Regions from separate parts of the Anser cygnoides genome. Here region 1 is linked to region 2. The links are chromatin contacts, called in public Hi-C maps. All regions are on one chromosome and are shown on one strand. Each heading gives the region's core, a stretch centred on a gene start, on an enhancer-like site or on the middle of the called end of the contact. The rest is flanking DNA. Distances are from core to core; before and after follow the strand shown. Region 1 overlaps MAML3 (mastermind like transcriptional coactivator 3). Region 2 overlaps MAML3 (mastermind like transcriptional coactivator 3).

Region 1 (3,969 bases), core at 626-3,125, 120 kb before region 2:
TCAAGTGTAGCTTTATTGCAGGCAGACCACGTCCTGTGCTCTGTCTGATACTGCTGTGCTGGTACGCACGGCACAGCTTCTACGTACAGCCCAGCAACACGTGAGCTGTTCTGAAGCACTTATTTTGCTTTCGGTGAGTAATAACTGAGTCGCCAGTCTTTCAAGTGACTGACTTTTCCAGTAGTGAACACGTTCTCTTCCCCTGAATTATGAAACGAGCAAAGTTTGTGACACAAATACCAAGGAGTGGAGGAGGGTGAGCAGGTCGGTTTTGTAAGGCACCCATGGCTCAGAGATGGTGCCCCAGTATTTCCAACAGTGACAGCAGAGTTCGGAGACCTTCACTCAGTGTGGGGCAAGGTAACTTTGAACTCCACTTGTCTTCATGCCCAGCACTGCTGGCTTTCTGTTGCTCTTCTTTTTACAACGTGTAAAGAGTCCATTTCCATCAGTTCCACAATTCTCTGCTGGCCAAAATGCACCCAATCTCCTGAAGTGCAATTGAGGGGGTAGGGCAGATAGGAACTCCCTACGACAGGATTATGGTGGATGATTCATAGAAATCACAGTGGGCAGAAAGAGCGGGCCCAAGTTCATGGCTTTCCTTTCATAGACCAGAGTTGCCCCTGAAGCTGAAAAGTGGGGGCTCTGTTTAGCAGCATCACCACCCACTGTTTCCAAAGATGTTCGGCTTTGCTCAGCGGCCTCCCTATTGCTGTAGCTATAAATAAGTACGTATCTTTGTGTGTGTGATTTGTTCGTGTTTAAGCTTATATTTAAGCCGAAAGGCTATATATAACAGGACTCTATTGAAGAAGACAAAATCCTCATTGTTCTGTTCGTGTTCTATCTCAGTGTAACTTTCATCTTGGTGTGCATGGGTGTGTGTGCACGCAGCCATACATTAACATGAGCAGACAGACACAGGATAAAAAATGATGTGGATATTCTACCCTGTTTCTGTAGTTGGGTGTTGGTGTAATTAGCTTTCATGACGTAAACAGAACCATTTTTGTACGGTTGGAGTAACAGCATGGCAAAGCCCCATCTGTTTGCACCGAGACTACAATATATGTATGTGTATTGCTAACTTTGGTCATTCCAAACTCACTTTAGGAATGTCACTTTCTAGACCTTACAAAGTGCTTCTGAAGCTGGTTTCCTCTAGGCGTTTAGTATGTAACCATATTTTAGCTCCGGCAAGCTTCACAATGCTTTTTTGTTAACTAGACGGTTTCACTATGATCATCGTATAGAGTGGCTGTGCTTTTCTGGGTATGGGAAGGCTGGTCAACTTTATATAGACCAAGGAAAGTAGCTAGCCTTTATGGTGGTGGTTTAAAAAAAATAAAAAGGAAGAGGGAGTTATTGGCATGGTAGCTGGCAAATATTTAGACATTGTGGATCACTTGCCAAAAAAAAGTGTGATTCTGGGTGCCCATCCTTTGCGCAGAAAAGGCTGCTTTGGAAACTTGCCAGGATCTGAGGGGTGTTCCTGACTTGCTGGTAGTGGAGCAGGTTAATGATTTAAGTCTGTAGTATTTGTGGTTGCTTTTGTTGGTTACAAAGAGCCCAACACATGTTTTGGAGTGTAGTTTCCTCATTGCTCTTGCTCTCTGCAGGCTCTTGAGAGAGCAAACGAAACTGGTTAGAAACCGGGCATCTGCCGCTGCCAAATTGTTGGGGAACACCAGCACCCACCCCGCAAAGCGAGGCCGTGTGAACTCTCTGCCACGCTGCATGGTGGTAGCTACCAGGGAGGGATTTTCACATGGCGGATGCTTTTGCCTGCAGACGTGGGGTTAGTTATTAGCACTCGGGGGTCCTGTACCTCAGGGAAATCTGGGGCTTCGCACATTACCTGGCCTCAGCCAAACAGTGAAATGACTATGTGCACGCGCTTAGGAAATACCAGGTACAGCGTTGTCAGATTATACCTCAGTGGGAAAGTTGTGAGTTAATGAGGCTTTACCTCATATTTGCAATGATCTAGGAATGCGCAAACAATTACTTACTGTGGCTCATCTGAGTCCCGGTAATTTGTTATGCTTGTAAACTTGGCTACTTTTGTGAGCTTGCAGACTAGTGAAATCCACAGCCTGCCTTATTCTGTATTTCTTTATTATTATTGTTATTTATTTTAACTGATTTGACATCTGCCTGTTAATCAAATGGATATGTTTTTTTAGGTTGGTGAGAACACTTTACTGTTGGATTAGCTGTTTTCAGAGAAAATTATTATTTTTCTTAGATACTCGCTGAACCTAGGGAAGGAGTCTGTTATTTCTTTTTTCTCTGAAGTCATAGGTAGCAAATGCTTTTTCTACTGGGCATAAATAATAGCTGGTTTCACTACTGCTTGCACAGAGGAGTCCCATTCCATGGGGAGTGTTGGTGTTTCTGGAGTCGAAATGGCAGAGAGAGGAGTCTTAGCCCCTGTATATTTGCACAGCACTGTATTTCCAAGGGTGTTTCTGTCTGTCGTTGCTGTTTGATCATCTTTTTTAAATTAACAAGAACAGAGGGATGGGAGAACAGCATCCAGACCAGAATCCACTGCCACCAGGTGCTCGGTGGCACGAGGCGGAGGAGCAGTGAGGAAGCTGGCTCACGAACGTGCTGCGAGGGATCAGCTGAAGGCGGACGGGCTTTCAGCATGCTGACCAAGTGTCAAGGCTGCAAATGGGATTACAAGCCAGTGACAACTGTGGTGGCTGTTGTTCTGGGGACACCTGTTCCCTCAGTGCTGGATGCAGGCTAGCATCCACGCAGGATGTTGAGCAGTCACCAGATGGCAATGGCTTTCAGTCACTGTGCATTTTTTCTGGATTGGATCCAGCAGTGTATAAGGGATGCTCTTTGCTAGCAAAACAGCACTACAAGGGACATTTAGCCCTCAAAGGAATCCAGATAAAGAGGTTTGTTAATGAACCACAAAACTCCCATGTGGAATGAGTATTGTCACTGAAAGTTAACCAGGTGCCAGGATCTAAAACAACCACTTGGAAACAAATGGTTTCACCGTCCAGTCATTAATGGGAGCTGCTGCATGACGAGGAAGCTGTCCATAAAAGTTAAGACCAAAATGTTGCTAGCGTCCGAGTAACTTAGGATGGGTCAGTATGTTTGTTTCTGGTAGAAAGCTGGATATGGAGAAATGCCATGGGCACCTTGGGTAAACACACCCTGGTTAAATTGGTAAGAGCTTGTGTCATTGGCTTACTGCTACTTTTGTCAGTGTGTTTTAAGAGTTGTTTCTTTCGAGTCTAGTGGAAATGATTCTTCTTGCTGGAAGCCTCAATTTACTGGACAAAATGTGGACCCCGACGGAGGGTGGCGATCAGTTTGACTGTGGAAAAAAGGTTCTGTTGATTTCTTCCCCCTGTAAGTAGTATGGTTGTATGGCTTCCTGCAGGACACTGAACTGCTCGATATTTGGGAAGTCCCAGGGTCCAAATCCCCAAATGGAATGGGGAGGGTGGAATGGAAGGGGAGTCCCTTGAGTGGCCTAGACTTAACAGAGCGTCTCCGAAGTCACTGGAGCATGCCCTTTGCTGGCACAAGCAGCTCAAGCTTCATCAACATCATACGCCCTTATCCTCAGAAATGTAAATCAGCAGAGCTCCCTTGGCCCTGAGAGTGTTTTAGACCACTGTGAAATCCAGAACACTTCGTAAATGGTGAAGAGGCAGTGATTTACAACAGCCAAAACATCCTCCCACTGATGCCTATGCTGCCCATAAATCTCTGCTTCCTAGGTACAACGGTAACACTTCTGTTATGTCTCTCTGTTCTTTAAATTGTTCCGTTTGGCACGCAGTTCACAATAATTCTCTTGAACACATTACCGTTTCTTGTGACACCATAAATCCTTTTTTAATTCTGGCCATTTGTTGCCTTCCCAGTCCTGTTTCAGATTTTTTTTCAGATTTTTCATGGTTTTAATCACAGATCTGTTGCTGGGATGGC
Region 2 (3,694 bases), core at 1,187-3,686:
CTCTGGGCAGCTAAAATGTGAGCAGCTGCTTGGTCTTGTTCTCGCCAGCCCTGGGGTCCCAGCAAACCTAAGGGTCCCAGCAGGAGACACCTACGTCTGCTTTTGGCCGCGGGCCCTTGAGAGGATGCCAGTCCCAGCTGGACCGATTCTGGAGCGTTTTGGACAAAACAAGGCCAGAATAAGGCACTGGCTTCAATTTCACATGTGGCACAGCCCAGGTTTGAACCGGAGAAAGATTTGTGCAGGTTCCACGGGTGCCTTGCTGTCTGACGCCACCTTGCTTTTGTTGTGCTGTTATTTTTGGTCGCTGCTTATTTCTGCATATCAAACAGCTGAGAGAAAAAGGCAGGAGAGCACGGCCCAGGCCTGCGACCTCGCTAAGCCGGCTGGCCCACGGACCTGCAAACAGGACCGGGCGCACGGGTGTCACTCTCTGGTGGAGCTGCTGATGCCTGCAGGTGGATTTCCACTGAGCAGTGTCAGGGCTGGCTCCCTGCAAACCTCATGCCCACCAGGGAGGACTTCCCTGAGCCACCCGTGTCCAGTTTGTTGGTTTGTTTTTCTTTTTGCTGCTCTAGTCCAATGCTGATCCCACATGCATGGATGGAAACGACCATTAATCTATATTAGTGGGAAATCGAAACCTGTCATTTGTAAGATTTTTTTAAATTTGTTTAAAAAATGATCTTGTATGTTCCTTGGGTTCCGGTCAACGTTGCAGTCTGCGTGGTTGCTCTGTGATGAGGCTGATATGTGCATGGGATTTTCGGCTGTTTTCATCTGGTCCCTGCCTTTCTAGAGACAAAACTTAGGGGTGGGGGTTTAAGTCTCTCCAACGCAGTAAGATTTCAAAGCAGATGCGGTAGATCGATTGAGCTTTGCCTTTGCCTTGTCTCAGAAGAAACAAGCCTGGTGCTGCAAATGCAGGACGGGCTCATGTCAGGGGGAGTTTCTGTTGGGGCCTAAAGGAAGGCGCTCTCTGGCAGCCCGAACTGGAGGCGGCGTGTTGGTCCCTCGGCAGCAGGCACTCACGCCGCAACAAGCGCTGGTGACAACGAGTTATCCCCAGTAAACTCTCTTTAAAGTATATCCAGTTCATTTGACGAGAAGCCGTATTTTGCAGTGTGAAGAAGGACTTTTACTCCCAAAGCCCTTTCCTGCCGACCCAGGAGAAGGAAGAGAGCTGACACCGTGACAGGAGCTGACTCACAGCACCTAGTGTTCGTGTTCCTCGATTTCAGACGAACAGCAGGTTATCGCCAACATGCACAAATGTCTTTGCAAACACGTTTAAAAGCGTGCCTCTGAGCCCGAGGGGTATGAGAACAGGGCTCCTTTTTCCTCCTCTCTTTTTTTCTTTTCCACTTGCCTTGAAGTAATCACCTATATTTAGGACGGTGACACGATGAAAGATGTTTATGTGTTTTTAGCTAAAGCTGGAAATTGCCTTTCCGGCTCCCACCGAATGGCAGGACACTAACGGAGCCTCCTTGTGCTTTCATCCCTTTTGCCGGGGCTGTTCTCATTTTGGGGCTGGAGCACGTGCAGCATCGTTCCCACCATGTGGTGCTGAGCTCACAGCACCCTCCGGCTGGCTGCCTGCACCCAGCAGCCCCGGAGGAGGACGAGGGGAAGGCCGCAGGACGAGGTGTTATCCCCCGGATACCTGGAGCAGGCATCGCCGGCTCTGCCCCGTCGGTGGAAGCCGCGGCGCTGCTAAATCCTGCCCGCTAAGGAGCTGGGGCTTTTTAATATTCAAGTGCTCAGTCAAAGAAAGTAAACAGACATCTCCTTCTGCAGGGAATTACTAGACAAACGTCTCCCTCCCCTCAGCCTCCTTCCTTCCTCCTCCCTTCCATTTAAGTGTAGGAAATTCTGCTTGCTTTATTTGATAAAGAGGAGGAGGGGAAGGGACATGTACTGAATCATGGTTAAGCTGCTGTCTTCTACCCCAAGACCTTTCAGTCTGGTTGTGCTTCATTAGTTTGATAAGCAGACACCAAAAAGGGGGAGGGGTGCGGGGCTTGCGTGAGGGGATCTGCCTAGGGGCTGCCCGGAGGTTTAAGAAGATGAACTGCTAATGATGTTGAAGCCGTACCTTTTTGGGACCTCGGCTCCTGGAGGAAAAACGGGCCCTTTTCACTAATTGTGTTGCGCTCAGTAGCGTGATGGAAAGGGACTCGCAAGGGAGCGAGGAGGAATGAATGCAGGCTGGGCTTTCCCCCCGAGCAGCCCCTCTCTGCTCCTCCCCCAGCCCGCCGCGCTTTTCTTCAGCAGGATATCTGGCATGAAGTCATCCCAAATATCAGGAGATAGCATTAGGAAAAGAGATTAATTCGGTGGGTCATTTATTTGAACAGTCTGGCGTGATCCTCGCAAACTAAACATAGATTTTAATGAACGCTGTCCGCATTGGCAGTGCAAATGTTTTGATGAACAGCTACCAGAAGGACTGCGAGCCTTGGATCTGGCCCCGTGCATGTGCAAACACACGGTCCGAGGACTTTCGAACTCGACTCGCTCTGATCCCGTGCCAGCTCCCTTCCTCCCTGGCAGGTTCGTGTCCCAGCAGCAGGTAGCTGCGTCCCCGCGGTGCAGCCGGCCGTGCGGTTTGTCCCCCCGGTGCTGTGGGAAGGGGTCAGGTGCACTCATTTGGGGTAGGGGTGCTTGGTGGGGGATGGCTCTTGGTGCCTTGAATCCCACCCCAGTCAGCCCCACACCCGGCAGGGCTCCTCCTGCCTCGGAAAAGGAGCCGGAGGCAGCCGGCAGCGCTGCTTGCGCCTTGCTGGTGGGCACGGGAATCCCGAGCCCTGCAAAGGACGGGCCTCTAGGCTCAGAAGGGACCTCTTTAAGCTAAGCAGAGCATCGTGGTAGAGTCGTCTATCCCTGCCCCAGTCGGTGGACGTCTAGCCAGCTGCGGGCAGGGGGGAATCGCCTGAAGAGCGGCTCAGCAAAGGAGGCACAGGTGGAACTGCAGCAAACGTGAGGTCTCCCCAGCATCAAGAAAAAAAGAGCACAAGATTTGTAGTGTCTCTGGAGCACTCCAGCAGCACAGGAGTGGGCAGCAGCTTTAAAGCAAAAGGAAGTTTTGCTTTGCTTTGCTTTGCTTTGTTTTGTTTTGTCTCCCACCTTAATGCGCAGAATTCCCCGCCGCACGCTGTTGCAGGGGCTGTGCGTAAAAGGCACGGGATAAATGCACGGAGGAGAGGTTTGCAGCCGACGGTGAGAGCGTGCTAGACAGATGCAGTCTCCAGCACGGGAGGCTCCTAATCCTCTGATTGCTGGAAGCTGGGAGGGCTCCCAGGGGAAGGCTCGCTGTACTCTTCCCCTTGTTCCTTTTACGCTTTGCCTAAGCGCTCACGGCTGGCTGCTGCCAGAGAGAGGATCCTGAGCTGAGGAAGCCTTTACCTGCGAGCCTGTCGTGCCGTGCAGCTGGGGCACGAGCTGCAAGGCCATGAAATAAACGCCGGCGGTGTGCGTTGTAAACCGCTTCGCAAAGGGAGGTGAACGTTTTCCAGGGCGCGGCGCGGTGGCGAGACGGGCCGTTTGAAGTTGTGACCAACTGCTTCTCTGCCTTTCTTTTCAGAGACGCCTTTATGTAGTGGGCGACACAGACAGCCGCAGCAGTAATTTCTGAGCCCAAAGGTCACCGGAGAGTTTTTCCTGCCTTCCACCCAGCTGCCTGCCAGCCTGC

The links. A called contact is a pair of places that touch in the nucleus more often than the background predicts.
Region 1: a contact with region 2 is called in a Hi-C map of liver, with 4 times the contacts expected there. The contact joins two enhancer-like sites. A contact is called at or near these places in 2 of 7 Hi-C or Micro-C datasets (both in liver).

What each region holds. Positions count from the first base shown.
Region 1 is chr4:41,150,172-41,154,140 of Taihu_goose_T2T_genome, reverse strand. All of the region lies in intron 1 of MAML3 (mastermind like transcriptional coactivator 3), which reads left to right. Among named protein-coding and RNA genes, the nearest start is that of MAML3, 56 kb to the left of the region's middle. Within about 2 kb of position 1,875, at least 2 of the 3 cell types and tissues checked have open chromatin away from gene starts, as enhancers often do. A contact at or near this core is called in liver, where this site is marked.
Region 2 is chr4:41,032,018-41,035,711 of Taihu_goose_T2T_genome, reverse strand. All of the region lies in intron 2 of MAML3 (mastermind like transcriptional coactivator 3), which reads left to right. Among named protein-coding and RNA genes, the nearest start is that of MGST2, 60 kb to the right of the region's middle. Within about 2 kb of position 2,436, at least 3 of the 3 cell types and tissues checked have open chromatin away from gene starts, as enhancers often do. A contact at or near this core is called in liver, where this site is marked.